Regions from separate parts of the Mus musculus genome. Here all the other regions are linked to region 1. Evidence: chromatin contacts called from public HiChIP or PLAC-seq and promoter capture Hi-C data. All regions are on one chromosome and are shown on one strand. The core of a region is the stretch at or near the end of the contact, and the rest is flanking DNA. Distances in the headings are between cores, read along the strand shown. Region 1 holds the start of Zkscan6 (zinc finger with KRAB and SCAN domains 6). Region 2 holds the start of Myh3 (myosin, heavy polypeptide 3, skeletal muscle, embryonic). Region 3 holds the start of Cox10 (heme A:farnesyltransferase cytochrome c oxidase assembly factor 10). Region 4 holds the start of Pirt (phosphoinositide-interacting regulator of transient receptor potential channels). Region 5 holds the start of Tmem220 (transmembrane protein 220).

Region 1 (2,700 bases), core at 22-2,521:
CCAGCATGCTTATTACCTGTGCATTTATTTACCTATTGCTCAGCTTTCTTCACAAAATAGTATTTTAAGGGCCAGAGCATTGCATGTGTAGTTCACTGCTATATCCTTATCGAATGGAATAGTATCCGGCTCCGACAAGGCAGCTGGTAAATATTTATGAAGTAAATGAAAATAGATGGCACTTTTCTATTATCTCCTCCGCTAAGTTAGATGTCTTCCTATTTTTAAAATGTGTTTTGCTTGTTCCGTCTGTTCAAAGAGTGTCATGCTTCTCCTCAATTGCCAGCTTAATTTTTAAAAAGTAGCTAAAGGGACAGTTCTAACTAGAACTGTCAGCTTGAATTTTGTGGATTCCAAGATTGCCTCTATTCTCTCCCTGAATTTCAGAAGGAAATGTGTGTATAGCCATGTCTCCATATTTCCCGTGGGAAAAGCCTCAGCTTCAGTCAGATTCTCAGAGGCTCATTGCACAACTCCAGGGTTTGAGTTACTCTGCTCTCCCTTGAATGTTGTTCAACTAAAGCCCAACACGCTTTACAGGAACCTTATTAGGGTCCCGACCAAACCACCTGATCTTGGAAGTGAAGTTCCTCAGAATTGAAAATAACCCACGAGGCGAGTCTCTAGCTAAATGTCTCTGCTCAATCAGCCAAGCTCTCCTGTGATAGACACTTCCGCCTCTGCCAGACTCGTAACCTGTCAACTACGTTTGTCTCTTGACGTCTGTCTGACTCACCGATTGCTTTAACCGGGATTGTGAAAGGTTTTCTAAGGAACTGCGAGCCTTTCGGCGCCAAGGACTTACTTTGAGTACTCGCTGAGTTCCTTTCCTACTGATCAGTTTTTCAGGCGTGTGCACATACCATGCTCCCCTCGCCCCTGCCGTGTTTCTTCGGAGATGTCCACCCTTCTAACCATGGTCTAGGGGGAGGACGCATCTCTATTCCAAAGCTGTCCTGTCTGTCAGCTACTCATGACTGAATACCTGGATTTGGACAGGAGGCTTCTGTCAACTGGGCTTAGTGATAAGAGGTGACTGCTGTGGCCCAGCGCAGGACGGTCTGAAAATGGGCGAAAAGGCTGTAGGCTCAGCCTGGGTTAGAAAACCCGATCTCGAGGAATGAATGCTGGTGGGAACCCGGAGCTCCCTGCTCCCTGCGAGGGGAGGGGTCAGACTCGGGTCGTGAACTGGGACACTTCTTGGGGAGCCAATAGGAAAGCCGGTCTCAGGTAGTCCCTCACTCGCCCCGCCCCGCCCCGCCCCTCGCTCCGCCCCGGCGCCGCGCGTCGCCAGGGCCGCGGATGCGCGCAGCCGTCCAGCTTCCGGAAGTGCCTCGGTGAGGGTGGTTAGGGCCGAGGTAAGCGCGTAGTTTGGGCGGATCGGAGGGCTAGCCGAGTCCTGGGGTCAAACCTGAAGTCGCTTCAGCTCGCGCACTGTCAGGAGCGAGCTGGGGCGGGGACAGCGGTCTCAGCCCCGTGCCTGTCGCGCTCGCGGACGGCAGGCGCGTGCGGGGGAGGGGACTCGGGGCGGAACGGAAAGTGGACTCTTCCGGGTTGCTCGTCCCAGGAGAGGGATCGGGTCTGTCCGGACTCCGGTTGGACACTGCCAGGTGGCTAACCGCTAGTTACTGGCCCTCAGTGATAACCCCAGCTACCCCTTGCAAACCCCCAGAAGGCTGCCCTAGCTCTTCCTGGGCTTGAAACGTTGCTGCTTGGAAGCCCTGGAGGATCCAGAGCTGTTAACTTTGTTTTTTGTTTTTGTTTTTGTTTTAAAGATTTATTTATTATTATATGTAAGTACACTGTAGCTGTCTTCAGACACCCTAGAAGAGGGGGTCAAGTCTCATTACGGATGGTTGTGAGCCACCATGTGGTTGCTGGGATTTGAGCCATCTCTCCAGCCCACTTTTAATACTTACTTTACAGGGCTGTCAGGAGGGTCATCAATGGCACAAGCAAAGCCTACAGTGGTCTGATAAACAAAGGGCCACCTACATGTGCAACCCTGTGTGCAACCTACGTGTGCATAGAAAAATTGCATTTCACTTCGATTTCTTAAAGCGTCGGTAATACAAATATAACTGATAAATCACGAGTTTCTTCTGTGAGGAGTGAGAGGTAGAGTCTCATCCGGACACAAATCCATACGTCTCTCTATAAGGTAATTTAATTTTGAGTAAATGGACGCCTTGTCACAGATGCCTGGGTGGTAGCCACCAGTTGGCCTCTACTGCATGAAGTAGTAGTATTAATATACAATTTAAATGTGTAAGATTTAGTTTCCCAGAATAGCGCTTCTTGAATAGTCTCCAGATTTGTGTTAGGAACTAATTCTGATCAATCTGACAGGTAGAAATTTTACTGACTGAAATTTTATTATTTTTGTAAAACTCAGGAAATCATTTAGTTAGTGAAGGGGTTTTGTGTATTTCATTTCTAAAAACAGAGCCTTCTTTGAAAGTTGTCCTCCTAAGCCAGTGATTCTCAACCTTCCTAATGCTGAGACTCTTTAATGCAGTTCTTTTCATGGTGGTGACTCCCAACCATAAAATATTTTTTGTTGCTACTTCATAACTGTAATTTTGCTATTGTTACAGATTATAATTTGAATATCTGTGTTTTCCCATGATCCTAGGTAACCCCCCATGAAAGGATCTCAACTCATAGGTTTTGAGCTGCTGTTCTAAGCTCATAACATTT
Region 2 (2,781 bases), core at 184-2,683, 1.3 Mb after region 1:
ACTAGAGCAAGAGGAGCAATGAGAAGATGTGACTTCACTGTGGCCTGATGTCTAGCTAACCACAGGCATCAGAGAGCCTCAGCGTGGCCTCTCTGCTATGAAATTGCCTAAATCTTGGAAGGGAATGTGTGAAGGCTGTATGACTCATTGCCCACAAAATGGTTTATGTTGGGGAAAGACTATCTTCCGATTCCACTCTGCCTTTTTGAAGAGTCCTCAATAGGAAAGAACATACAGAGGATGTTTAATAATGGTCCCTATGGCCGGGCGGTGGTGGTGCATGCCTTTAATCCCAGTACTTGGGAGGCAGAGGCAGGCAGATTTCTGAGTTCGAGGTCAGCCTGGTCTACAAAGTGAGTTCCAGGACAGCCAGGGATACACAGAGAAACCCTGTCTCGAAAAAAATAATGGTCCCTATGAAGACTTTGGTCCTGCTTTCTCCCTTCTTCCCTTACCAGTGTATGGGTAGGCTGTAAGAGGACAGTCCATATTCTCAAATGGGATGTATTGGCATGAAGTTCTCTATTAAATGAACAACCATGACCCCATACAACTCAGACCCTCACCACAAAGACTGGACCAGGAAAGAGAGGAATGGAAATGGACAAAAATGTCAACTGTACCTTAATTCTCTTGTTAAGGTTTAATTTTCCAGTCCTGATTTAGAAATGACAGCATCTGTTAGGCGATACCCATCCCCCCTTTCTCTTCAGGCCACTACCGTTCCCCTCGCCCCCTATCTAGGCTGGCAGCTGGCCTTTCCTAATTGGTAATATGTCTTGATAACCACAGGCCCCTAAGCAGCTGTCACTGTGAACATGGGCTGGTGGCATAGCTCCCTGTCATTTACTTGCTTGTTGGTCCTGCTAGTGCTTAAGAAAGGATTAAGTAAATAATTATAGTAATGAGACAGAAAGTAATGAGGGGAAGGAGAGAGATGGAGAAGGAGAAAAAAAAAACTATAATCCAACTGCACAAGTTTTACAGAGTTTGGCTCATAACCGTGAGGGGACTTCAACAAGTTCAATTCTACTTTATCTTCGATGAGCTTTCTAAGCAAATAGCACAACTGTGTGTCCCCTGTTCCCAAGTGGTAGTGGCTTCAGCTGATTTCAGGGTGGGATGGCCTGCAGGATGGAGCCAGGTAGGGGCTCCTAAAGCAAAGGAGATCCCATTGTGCTAGGTGGAGAAGCTACAGCCCTGAGTTCACAGAGCAAGGCATCTCAAATTCCCAGCTTTCTACAGTTGGAAAAAATGGTTTCGGACCCTGCTCATTTCTATATATACTTTTCCCTTGGCAACGGCGAAAAATACGTGTGGAGGGGGCCAGTTCTCAGCCTGTGGTGTCAGTCATTCTCTTTCCAAATATAGAGGAAGAATGAGCCCAGGGGGTTAGTGGTGGCCTATAAAAGCCCAGGGGGCAGCTCTCCTCTATGCTTCTCTCTGTCACAGTCAGAGGTAAGTCTTACACTTTCCTAGTATCTCTGTGGCATTTACTGCTTCTAGACCTGATTCGGCCACTGCCCTGGACTGTGGCCCTCCCTGGCTTTGTTATAGCAGGCAAGCCTCTTTTCTCTTCTCAAGGCGTTCTCAAGGAATACAGTAGAGTGAGATGCGAGACCCAAGAGCCCAGCATCCCACTGCCTCTAGCAGATCATCGAAGCTGGGGTCCTGCCCACCCTTTCTTTTCTCTGCTTGGGAAGGATCCTGTTGGACAGGCATGGGCCTGTCCACCATGGCTCCATGTTCTCCTGTTGCCTCTCTGATCCACAGAATGAACAGGGGACTCTGTGTTTCCTACCTGGACGCTATACCTGCTGGGTGTTTAGTGGCCTCAAGACTACATGTTTGCTTAACAGGTTTAAATTAGCCAATCTCAGCATCGTCTCCATTTTCAGATAACCAGGAGGCCTGTCCCCACCCGCTAACAGAAGCTTTTATTGGCAGGGACTCAGTCCATTTAGAATCCCTGCCCTGTTCACAATGAAGGATCTTGCAGTCTGAAGAAATTGTCAGAGTGGGCTGGAGGAGCCAACCTGCCAGGCAGTTGGTAGTTATGCCTAGCTGTAGACTATGATCTGTCTGCAGTCCTAGGGCTTGCCTCAGAGCTAAGGATCTTTCTGACTGTCTAGTCCTTTGTGTGTCTTAGTTGAGCCTCACCAAGGTCTGGTTCGTCACAGAAGCAGACATCACGGTGGCCACTAAACTCTGTGTGCATGCTCTTGCAGGTCCCATACGTCCACAACTGCTGCTGCTCTCTGCTGTCCTGCAGGTGTGACTCAGGTGAGCATTGGGGCCACATCCCAGAGCTTCAGGAAGTCTTCAGGTAAACCCAGATCACCCATTGCCCCCTCATGCCTGTGCCCCCGAGGAGTTACAGAGCTTAACGGAGAAGTGCAGGCTTCATCCTCAGGGGTGCGGCTAGAGGTTCCCATCTATTCTCTATGGTGGTTTGTTGTTCCTTTGTTTTTTGAGACAGGATCTCACTGTGTAGCCCCAGATGGCATTGAACTCTCTAGGTAGACCAGGCTGGCTTCAGACTCACAGAGATCCACCTGTCGCAGCCTCCGAAGTTCTGGGACTAAAGGCATAGACCACCATGCCTGGCCTTCAGTCTATTCTTAGCATGGGAGGCAGAAACCATGTCGATTCAAAACAGTTCAAAGCTGTCTCTGCCATTTTCTGCTTAGTATTCTCTCTTTAAGGAATTCTTTTACCTTTTTTTTTTCATGGAATGCCTTTACTTCTTTTTTTTTTTTCATGGTATTTAATTTTGAATGT
Region 3 (2,772 bases), core at 117-2,616, 1.7 Mb before region 1:
AAAGAGGTGTCCAAGGAGGCTCTATCACTCAACGCACAGCTTTGACAATTACCAAGTACTGCCCAACTTTGTCTCTTCTACCCACCCTTCCACTTCCTGCCCTGGTTTATGAGCCAGAAGGTACCTTTGAGATCACCTAGCTCAGTTACCTTATTATAGACGCGTAAATGTTTCATTAAAGAAAGTCAAATGATCTGCACTGGGATCATACAAACGCACGGGAGAAAAGAGCTCTACAGAAGCACAGTGATCACCACAGTCAGCCAGACACAGTGGGCAGTGTGTAAGTGACAGGGAGGCCTACAGGATGGTTCTGGGCTGTGAGAAGGTACACAATGGCTTCCACTATCTTGTCTGTACTATAGATCACTTTGCCACCATCCATGGATACTAGTCACAAAACCAACCTCCTCTTTAAAATTTCTACCAGCACAATCTCATTCATTCACAAATGACTGAGCATCACCAATGCACATAGGCATTGCTCTGGGCATGAGGGATACAGTGGTGAACCAGGGAGACAGACTATCTTTACTTTCACAAAGTGTTTCTCTTACTGGGAGGAACACACTAAATTGTTGCACATCTGTACTGCAGGTGTGAACAATTACACCGTGTGTTATTCATGATAAATTAATATGATATAAGAAAAGAAGGATAAAGACTCCTATTTTAGTTAGAGTGCTAAGGTTGGCCTCCCTGAAAAGGTAAAATATAGGAGCTTTTCAAGAGTTTGTGATAAACACACATCTGTCAAAAGTCCTTCTGATGGAAGGAGCCATACTGATGGTACAGCGCTGGCTCAATGGGATTCAGTTGGCAGTTATCATTATCATGGTGATTAAGGTAACACTTTAAGCTGGAAGACAGCTCCTTAACGGGGGGGGGGGGGGGGGGGAGGTGCGCTTCTTGTCATTAAAAGGCGGTGGCCAGGAACCGCGGCTCTCATGTGCCAGGCTTGTGGAGCCCCATGGTTTATCCTGTCCCTCCATCTTGCACTGTCTGAAACTCCAAAGAGCACGGGATATCAAGCCTTAGGGACCACCTGGCCTACGGTGCAAAGCTGGTCCACAATACTTGGCCTCGTCCCTTCAGGTGACCCTAAAGGTCACCTCCCTGCCAAGTGACAAGCCAAGGGCTTCCAAGGTTGCAGGCGGCCGGCAACACGGTACCGCACATGGCAAAAAAGAAAACAATTCGTCCACGATCATTCCCAACCGGGTACAATACCTGTGAGGAGGCGCGAGGAAATGGTGTGCGGGGACGCGGCCATAACGTACTGGTGCAGCAGTCCCCAGGACCCCAGGACGCCTCTCACCTCACCGGCTCCTGGGCGCCGCCATCTTGCTAGCCCGCCCTCTGAGTGAGGCGGGACTTCCTCTTGTCACTTCCGGCTCCCAGCGCTCTCTGAAAGCTAGGCTAGCGGAGCTTATAAAGATCGGATGGTAGAGCTTTCGCTTTCCCCTCAGACGCTCCAGATGTAGACTAGGTGAGCTCTCTGCCCGGGAGGGACAGATCGTCGGAGCCCGCGGGCGGAAGGCGAGTCGTGGCGGGGTTAGGGCTCTGGAGTCCGGCCCGGCCCGGCAGTCCCCTGAGCTTGAAAGAATTGAATGCCTCCTCAGTTGTCACCCAGGCTGATCTTGCGCAGGCTGTTGGCTTCTCGTGGAGTTTGGTAAGTAAAAAAACGAGGAAGAAAGAAACTCATTAAAAGAGCAAAACATGACTTACAAGGGCAGTTTGTGTTTGCTTTCAGCGATGAGGTGAGATCTCTGTGGTTCACCTCAGGTGCTGATCAGGGGCCACTGAGACAGGAGTTTGTGTAAGAGCACGCACTGTGTCTCTGCAGCAAGAACTGGTCATGGTGAGCGTCATCCCGATAGGGATAAGGTAGAAAGCGCTATGGAATGAGGTTAGCATTTCTGTGAAGTAGGCTAAAGAAAGGCTTTGAAGAGCCAACTTGCTGCTCAGTAGAAGGAACTGTGAGAGTTTTCCAGTTTACCAGGAAGACAGAGCAGAGAATGGGATTTTCTGAGGCCCATCACAGTTCATCACTGTGGACCTAGGATAATGGTTGTCCCCATCAAATTAATCTTAGACTAAGGAAGAAGAGGATGGATTTCTGGTGAATAACTGAAAAGTTAACAACTGTTCAATCCACTGTTTTTCGAGCACTTTGAAATGCTGTGTTAAGTGAAATATTACAAAGTACAAACCTTAAATCAACAAATGAAAAGCACAATTTGGGATCTAATCACACCAACAGTGAGTGCTGCTTAGGGGAGGCCTTCTGCTTTACAGCTATCTTGGTTAATTAGACCCACTGTTCCTGGAACTCTGATCATCATAAATAAGTTAGCCCTTTACAAACTAGATCTCAGATACCTAACTCAATGGTTACATGGTATGGAACCTGAGGGCTAGAGAGATTGCGTGATTCAAACTGTAGATTGTATAGCAGTCTACTGTACTTCCTATCTCTTTATAGTTGTCTCTTAAAATTTGTGTTATAAAACCAAAAAGTGATAGGACTGTACACCTATAAGATGGCTATAAACAAAATTAATCAATAGCAGGAGTTAACAAGTTAGTGAAGAAGTAGGAATCCTGATACATTGTTTATAGGAATATAAAATATTGTAGCCACTTTGGAAAAGCAGTTTAGGTGTTCCTCAATAAGTTAAACACAGCGCTACCTCCTGACCCAGCTGTGCCTTTCCCAGGTATATTCCCAAGACAAATGACAGCATTCATTCACTCATAATATCCCAAAGT
Region 4 (2,700 bases), core at 5-2,504, 1.1 Mb after region 1:
AAACATAGAAATCTGAATTTAAAGAAAAATAAGTTCTTGTCTGCATTGCACAACAACTCATCCCAGGGCTCCTTGGCACCTGATAACTCCAGTCTCAGAAGCTGATCTGAACACAGAATAAGAGGCACCTACGTCAGAGAAGTGGCACCCACTAAATCCTTCAAAGTCAACTCCCTGGAGCCCTTAGCCTCCCTTCTTTCACTCCCTCAGCTGAAGGGTTCAGCTTTCAATGTCACCAAACACTGATGACATAGCCAAGCCCTCTTCATCTTTGCAAGTCATGAAAATCAAAAGGCTTGAGACGGAAGAGCCCATGGCTTTGAACTTGACTGGCTTTAGGCCTCCCTGATGACTCTTGGGAAAGACTTTTTTTTACACTCCACAGAGGAAGCCCCCAGTGTATCCTTGCTGGTATCAAAGTCCCCCTCCTGCCCCACCAGTAATGGCTTCCATCTTCTCAGAATAGCTGGGAGAAAGACAACCAATTAGTCTGGCCACCAGAATCTTAAATAATACTGCCGACCGCAGGGTATCCATCGACACCTTGAGAACTGGCATCCCATCAGCTCACACTGGCTTCCCCCACGCCCGGGCAGACGGGCTCAACAGTGGACGTCCTTCTGCCTCTTGCCATGATTTGCTTGCTTATCTTCATGATTGTAACTGGCATCTCACAAAAAAGATCAATAGAAAACTAGTGGGCTAGATGGGAGAAGCAAGAAGGAAATTCTTTAGACCTATCCCCGAGGGACATGTCTTGGCTCCTGGCATTGTGTAATGAAGGGTAGCCATCATGAGTGTGATTACTGGGGTGCTCCCAGAGATACTCCTTGCATCTTGGAGCTAAAGGTGTTCCCTAACTCAACAAACACAGAGCTCTCCAACATCCAAAGCAGGAAGAGAGGCCCAGATCTCACTATCAATAATACTGCCCCGAACACAGCTTCTGAGCCAGGCACACATATCACATGTAACCCACCATCACCACCTCACACCTCCCCCATCCCAGAACCTCCACAGCCTGCTGAACCTAGGTCAGGATCCTCTCTGCCCAGGCACTACCAGCCAAATACACACTTCTACTGAAACTCAAAGGCACACTGCAGAAAAACTTCATTAATTTTTCACAAGATTTGTCTAATAGTGGCTGAGCAGAGCTGAGAAAGCCACATTCGAGTGCCTGCGCCAGCAGGTTGCAAAGAGTTAACCCATTAGGCCACATCCTGGTGAGCTCATCCCAGCCGGAGCCTGCTCAGTGGCTGGGATTCGCAGCACACTGATGTGGCCAGGGTGCCTTTCTCCAGCTGGGATGAAGGACTTGAGCAGAAACTCATTGCCAGCTTCCTCCCTACGCGAGAGCCGACTGAGTCCCAGGTCCCCAGTCTTCCCCCGGGACGTTGTGCACGGTAAGTAAGAAAAAGGATCCCTCCACCCTCACCCACCTTGCCCTGCCACCCCAGTCCCAGCCCTTTGCTATGTCTCCCTGGAAAGAAGGACGGTTTGAAGTTTGCTTTGGAGTGCGTTGAGTCTCTGAAGTAGAGTTGGAAGGCAGTGTGAATACTAAAGATGAGATGGAATGAAGTTAGTTAGCTTCAAGCAGGCTGGATGGGCTGCCCTGAGAGACAGGCAGAAGTGGGCTGAGCTGGGTATCTCCTGCTGTACACCTGGGGAAAGACACCATGTGCAGTGAGGGCTGCCCTGCCTGTGGAGCTCTGAGCCTTTCTCCCTTGGAAGCCATTAAAGGGAAGGAATGAGCGGGCGCAGAAGCGGCAGCGTGTCAAGTGTTAGGACACCCGGAGACCTCGGAGTAGTGGGCATAGACTGTCTGTCCCCTGGGCATCCTCCATCCAACCTCAGCAGCTGCGGGTCTGCCCCTCCTTCCTGCAGGTGTGGCCGGTGCCCTGGCTGAGTGCCAGGGAAACAAGGCGGAGTACCCTGGCTTGGGCAGTCTTCACTTCAGGAAGGAGGGAGCAAGACAGGTACACAAAAACACAGACAAAGGCATGGCTTGCTCAGACAGAGGGCGGTGGGACTCCGCCCCTAGGTAAAGCCAAGTGTAACAACACATCATATCCCTTGAGATTCTTTTTCCAGCCTGGAGCCCCACAGGGCCCATGCACTGGTTGTGTGACCCGAAGAGGAAGGTGAGTGGCTCCCTCCAGATAGCTCTGAGCTCAGAGAAAAAGGTCCCCTTCCCGAGAGCGCTGTGAGCCCTGGAACAGATGGAGGCTGTGACGATAGCAGCAACATATTCCACACTCTCTCTTCTTTATCAGACCAGGCACAGGGCCACACACACCTTATCAGAGGAGTCGACATCACCAAATGAAGTCCTGGAAGTGAGGCAGTACAGCAAGAGGAGATAAAGACCCTGGAGAGTTGCATCTAGCCTCTGGGGCTGAGCCCTGACAGTGGGAAATTCCGGGAAAGAGAGAGACCTACTCTCTATCCATACTGGGTCCTGCTCTGGATAAGGAGACCACCGCAGGTCGATTATGCAAAGCCTGTGGCCTGCCTTTGGCACTTCCTACCAGCTGACCCTTGCTGAGGTCACCAGTGCCCTCGCCTCTCCTCAGTGTCACCAGGTCCTTGCAATTCCCAGAATAGCCCAGTTCCTATCAGAGCTCTCTAGATGGAAGGGTCTGGGGAGGAGGGACAGAGGAGTCAGATAACTCTAGGCTTGAGCGCAGCCACACAGTG
Region 5 (2,700 bases), core at 98-2,597, 1.2 Mb after region 1:
CCCCACACCCTGCCAGAACATATTCTTATAGCTCTTTCTTTTTTTATGATCACAACAAAGGTGGCCCTCAACCATAAAATTATTTTTGTTGCTATTCATAATTGTAATCTTGCTACTGTTATAAATCATAATGCAAATCTGCTTTCTGGTGGTCTTAGGGGAACTCTATGAAAGGGTCCTTTGGCCCCCTCGAAGGGGTCGCGACCCACAAGTTGAGAAGTGCTGCTCTAAAGGCTGCCCTTGAATGGAAAACACTTCTGAGAAGTTGATCTTTTTCTTCTTTTAGTTAAAAGGAAAGCAGAACAGTCAGGCACCCAAAATGCAGGATTTGAGGTGACAAAGACTATTTAGAATAACAATGATTCGGTCTATGCATGTGTAAATGAGCCCAAAGAAGAGCTACTCCGTAGCTTACACAACAGGAAACTGGCTGAAATAAGTGAGCAGAGAGCTGCCAATACTTCCAAGTCTTCCCTTTCTAAGAAATGCATAGCAAATGAGTGTTGGAAACGTTGGTTTTGCAGATGGGTTAGAAATATAAATATGTATAATACATAAATAAATATCTTATATGATGAGAGCACGTGAAGGTAAAGGGAGCTGCCTCTGGAACTCACTTCAGAAATGTCGCAATGTTTTCCTCCCTCTGGAAGCACGGGAGCTTTAAAAAGAAGCACTTAAATACTAATTCCAGCACTATTTAGGACTATGAATGTGTAAATGAGACCAGACTGTGAGTTTGAAGTTAGTGTGTTTTATATAGTGAGTTCCAGGACAGCCACTGGACCCTTTCACAGAAAACGGAAAAACAAAAACAAAAACAAAACCTAACCAGAACACGCGCGCTAGCGCGTCCTTTTTCTTTTCCTTTCTCTTCTTCATTTGCGTTTCTGGTTTGTTCTGTTGTGTTTGTTTTGTTTCTTTCATTTGCTTTGTTTGTTTGTTTGTTTGTTTGTTTTGTTTTGTTTTTTCGAGACAGGGTTTCTCTGTGTAGCCCTGGCTGTCCTGGAACTCACTTTGTAGACCAGGCCTGCCTCTACCTCCCGAGTGCTGGGATTAAAGGCGTGCGCCACCACGCCCGGCTTCATTTGCTTTTTTAATGAGAGAAAGAATAAGGGAAAAGAAAGGCACATGCCAATGATACACTTTATCCACTAGAGAGCGCCGCAAGACCGTTCTAGACCTGAGGAGGGCGGGGAGGGAAGAAGGGCTCGCCTCGCCCTTGTATCCCCGCTCCCGCTGTCTGAGCCCTGCCCCTTGTCCCTCCCCCACCTACTACGCCCCGCCCCTCCTGGGTACCGCCCCGCTAGCCCAGCCTCGCCCTCTGGCCACGCCCCTCTGGGGCCTGTCCTGCTCCTCCGGCTTCCAGGTCATGGCGCCAGCAGTGGCTACTTGGGCTCCCGGCTTGTGGCGGGCCTGCAACGCACTCATGGCAGCTTTCTTCGCCCTGGCCGCTGTGGTGCAGGTCAGGCGGGCTGAGGAGGGCTGGCAGAGGGACCGCGAAGCCTGGGCGACCAGTTCTCAGGGTGGAGCCGAATTGGGACCCACAGAGTCCTTTCAAGCAGAAAGAACATGGATGAATATGTGTAGTTAGGCAACGCACTCAGAGCTTGACCTAGCGGCCCCGCGTGCAAGTTTGTGCAGCCGGTCACTTAGAAAGGGGCCCAGAACCGCAGCTCTGACACCTTTTCGAATCTTCAGCCTCAGTGAGATGGGTTTTAGCGCCTGGGAGGAAAGTGGAAATAGAATAGACAGCATCCTTACCCTTCCTAGACCTCTTCCTGATCATCCTCAGGGTGACTGCCCTCGTATCTTGGGACCTAGGATTTTCATATACACTATAATAGTTCTTAGGAAATCCCAAGCAGTTATTTTCAAAAGATGCATGGCTGGGTGGTTAGATCTACCTGTTGTGTTCAACCGAGAGGAGAGTCCCTGCTGCCATCGGGATGTGCAGACTGCTAAACTAGCTCATGGTGTTATGTACCCTGAGCCCATTGTAGCGCCTAGTTCTTCGCAATGAATAGTAAACACAAGGCCAGACCAGACAGAGGATACATGGATCTAATGTGAGCTAACACCTTGACGTTTTGACATTCTAGGTAAACGATCCAGATGCAGAGTTGTGGGTGGTGAGTATGAGCTACTTGCAAAACGTTCCTCCATTTGACACGACTACACTCTGATCCTGGGACTCTTGTCTAAAACCCAGAAATTAATACCTCTGTGAGCTCATGTCCCTAATTTTTCGCATCGGAGGGGGAAATCACTCTGATCATATAACTGATGGAGATGTGAATTCTGAACTTTCTGTAGACACGAAAGTCTTTCTGCAGAGAGAGCTTATACCAGCGACTCCCACTTCCCATGACTACACCGGGCATGACAGTAAGAGCTCCTGTCTTTGCTAAGGACTTACAACATGCTAGTCATTTGACATACATTATGCTAACCTTTATGACAGCCGTAACAAGGATGTGTGCCGGTTATATCCATCTGTGACTTTTGTTCTCAGACAACAATAGACCGTCTTGGAGGCAGACTGCACAGTATCACTGAGAAACTCATTCTTGGGTTTGGGGACAGTGTTCACTGTATAGAGAGCAGTGAGTGAGAACACCAGGAATGCAGAGCTGAGTTCTAGCCTGGTTTGAATGTTGGTGCAGTAGAACCATGGCCTGAAACTGCTTGTTATCCAGA

The links. Promoter capture Hi-C pulls out the DNA fragments that hold promoters and counts their contacts. HiChIP or PLAC-seq counts read pairs in DNA pulled down with a chosen protein or histone mark. Capture Hi-C pulls out chosen DNA fragments and counts their contacts.
Region 2: a contact with region 1 is called in a promoter capture Hi-C map of embryonic stem cells, with 7 times the contacts expected there. The contact joins the promoter of Myh3 here to the promoter of Zkscan6 in region 1. A contact is called at or near these places in 15 of 39 promoter capture datasets (the C10 cell line, the HPC-7 cell line, cranial neural crest and 9 more), 8 of 484 Hi-C or Micro-C datasets (cardiomyocytes, cerebellum, cerebral cortex and 2 more), 12 of 115 datasets of contacts at active chromatin or transcription factors (the 230-238 cell line, acute myeloid leukemia, astrocytes and 6 more) and 1 of 9 other capture datasets (embryonic stem cells).
Region 3: a promoter capture Hi-C map of adipose tissue shows a contact between it and region 1, with 3 times the contacts expected there. The contact joins the promoter of Cox10 here to the promoter of Zkscan6 in region 1. A contact is called at or near these places in 1 of 484 Hi-C or Micro-C datasets (granulosa cells) and 1 of 9 other capture datasets (adipose tissue).
Region 4: a contact with region 1 is called in an H3K27ac HiChIP or PLAC-seq map of embryonic stem cells, with 16 times the contacts expected there. The contact joins the promoter of Pirt here to the promoter of Zkscan6 in region 1. A contact is called at or near these places in 10 of 39 promoter capture datasets (cranial neural crest, embryonic stem cells, frontonasal cranial neural crest and 6 more), 11 of 484 Hi-C or Micro-C datasets (embryonic fibroblasts, embryonic stem cells, ganglionic eminence and 5 more), 18 of 115 datasets of contacts at active chromatin or transcription factors (cardiomyocytes, differentiating embryonic stem cells, embryonic forebrain and 9 more) and 1 of 9 other capture datasets (embryonic stem cells).
Region 5: a promoter capture Hi-C map of embryonic stem cells shows a contact between it and region 1, with 8 times the contacts expected there. The contact joins the promoter of Tmem220 here to the promoter of Zkscan6 in region 1. A contact is called at or near these places in 3 of 39 promoter capture datasets (cranial neural crest, embryonic stem cells and hippocampal neurons), 1 of 15 datasets of contacts at CTCF or cohesin (large pre-B cells), 8 of 484 Hi-C or Micro-C datasets (the N1E-115 cell line, embryonic limb bud and embryonic stem cells), 26 of 115 datasets of contacts at active chromatin or transcription factors (the NIH/3T3 cell line, acute myeloid leukemia, astrocytes and 16 more) and 4 of 9 other capture datasets (adipose tissue, embryonic stem cells, liver and 1 more).

What each region holds. Positions count from the first base shown.
Region 1 is chr11:65,805,904-65,808,603 of GRCm38.p6, forward strand. It overlaps Zkscan6 (zinc finger with KRAB and SCAN domains 6), which reads left to right and starts at 1,272. Exons shown (of 7, transcript NM_001302374.1): 1 at 1,272-1,358.
Region 2 is chr11:67,076,867-67,079,647 of GRCm38.p6, forward strand. Myh3 (myosin, heavy polypeptide 3, skeletal muscle, embryonic) reads left to right here and starts at 1,434. Exons shown (of 41, transcript NM_001099635.1): 1 at 1,434-1,458; 2 at 2,273-2,283.
Region 3 is chr11:64,078,106-64,080,877 of GRCm38.p6, forward strand. It overlaps Cox10 (heme A:farnesyltransferase cytochrome c oxidase assembly factor 10), which reads right to left and starts at 1,367. Exons shown (of 7, transcript NM_178379.3): 1 at 1,231-1,367. The coding sequence starts at 1,273. It overlaps 2810001G20Rik (RIKEN cDNA 2810001G20 gene), which reads left to right and starts at 1,379. Exons shown (of 2, transcript NR_033780.1): 1 at 1,379-1,672.
Region 4 is chr11:66,910,737-66,913,436 of GRCm38.p6, forward strand. It overlaps Pirt (phosphoinositide-interacting regulator of transient receptor potential channels), which reads left to right and starts at 1,255. Exons shown (of 2, transcript NM_178656.3): 1 at 1,255-1,406. The region is part of intron 3 of Gm12298 (predicted gene 12298); the gene reads right to left.
Region 5 is chr11:67,023,807-67,026,506 of GRCm38.p6, forward strand. It overlaps Tmem220 (transmembrane protein 220), which reads left to right and starts at 1,348. Exons shown (of 6, transcript NM_001291042.1): 1 at 1,348-1,465; 2 at 2,103-2,132. The coding sequence starts at 1,373.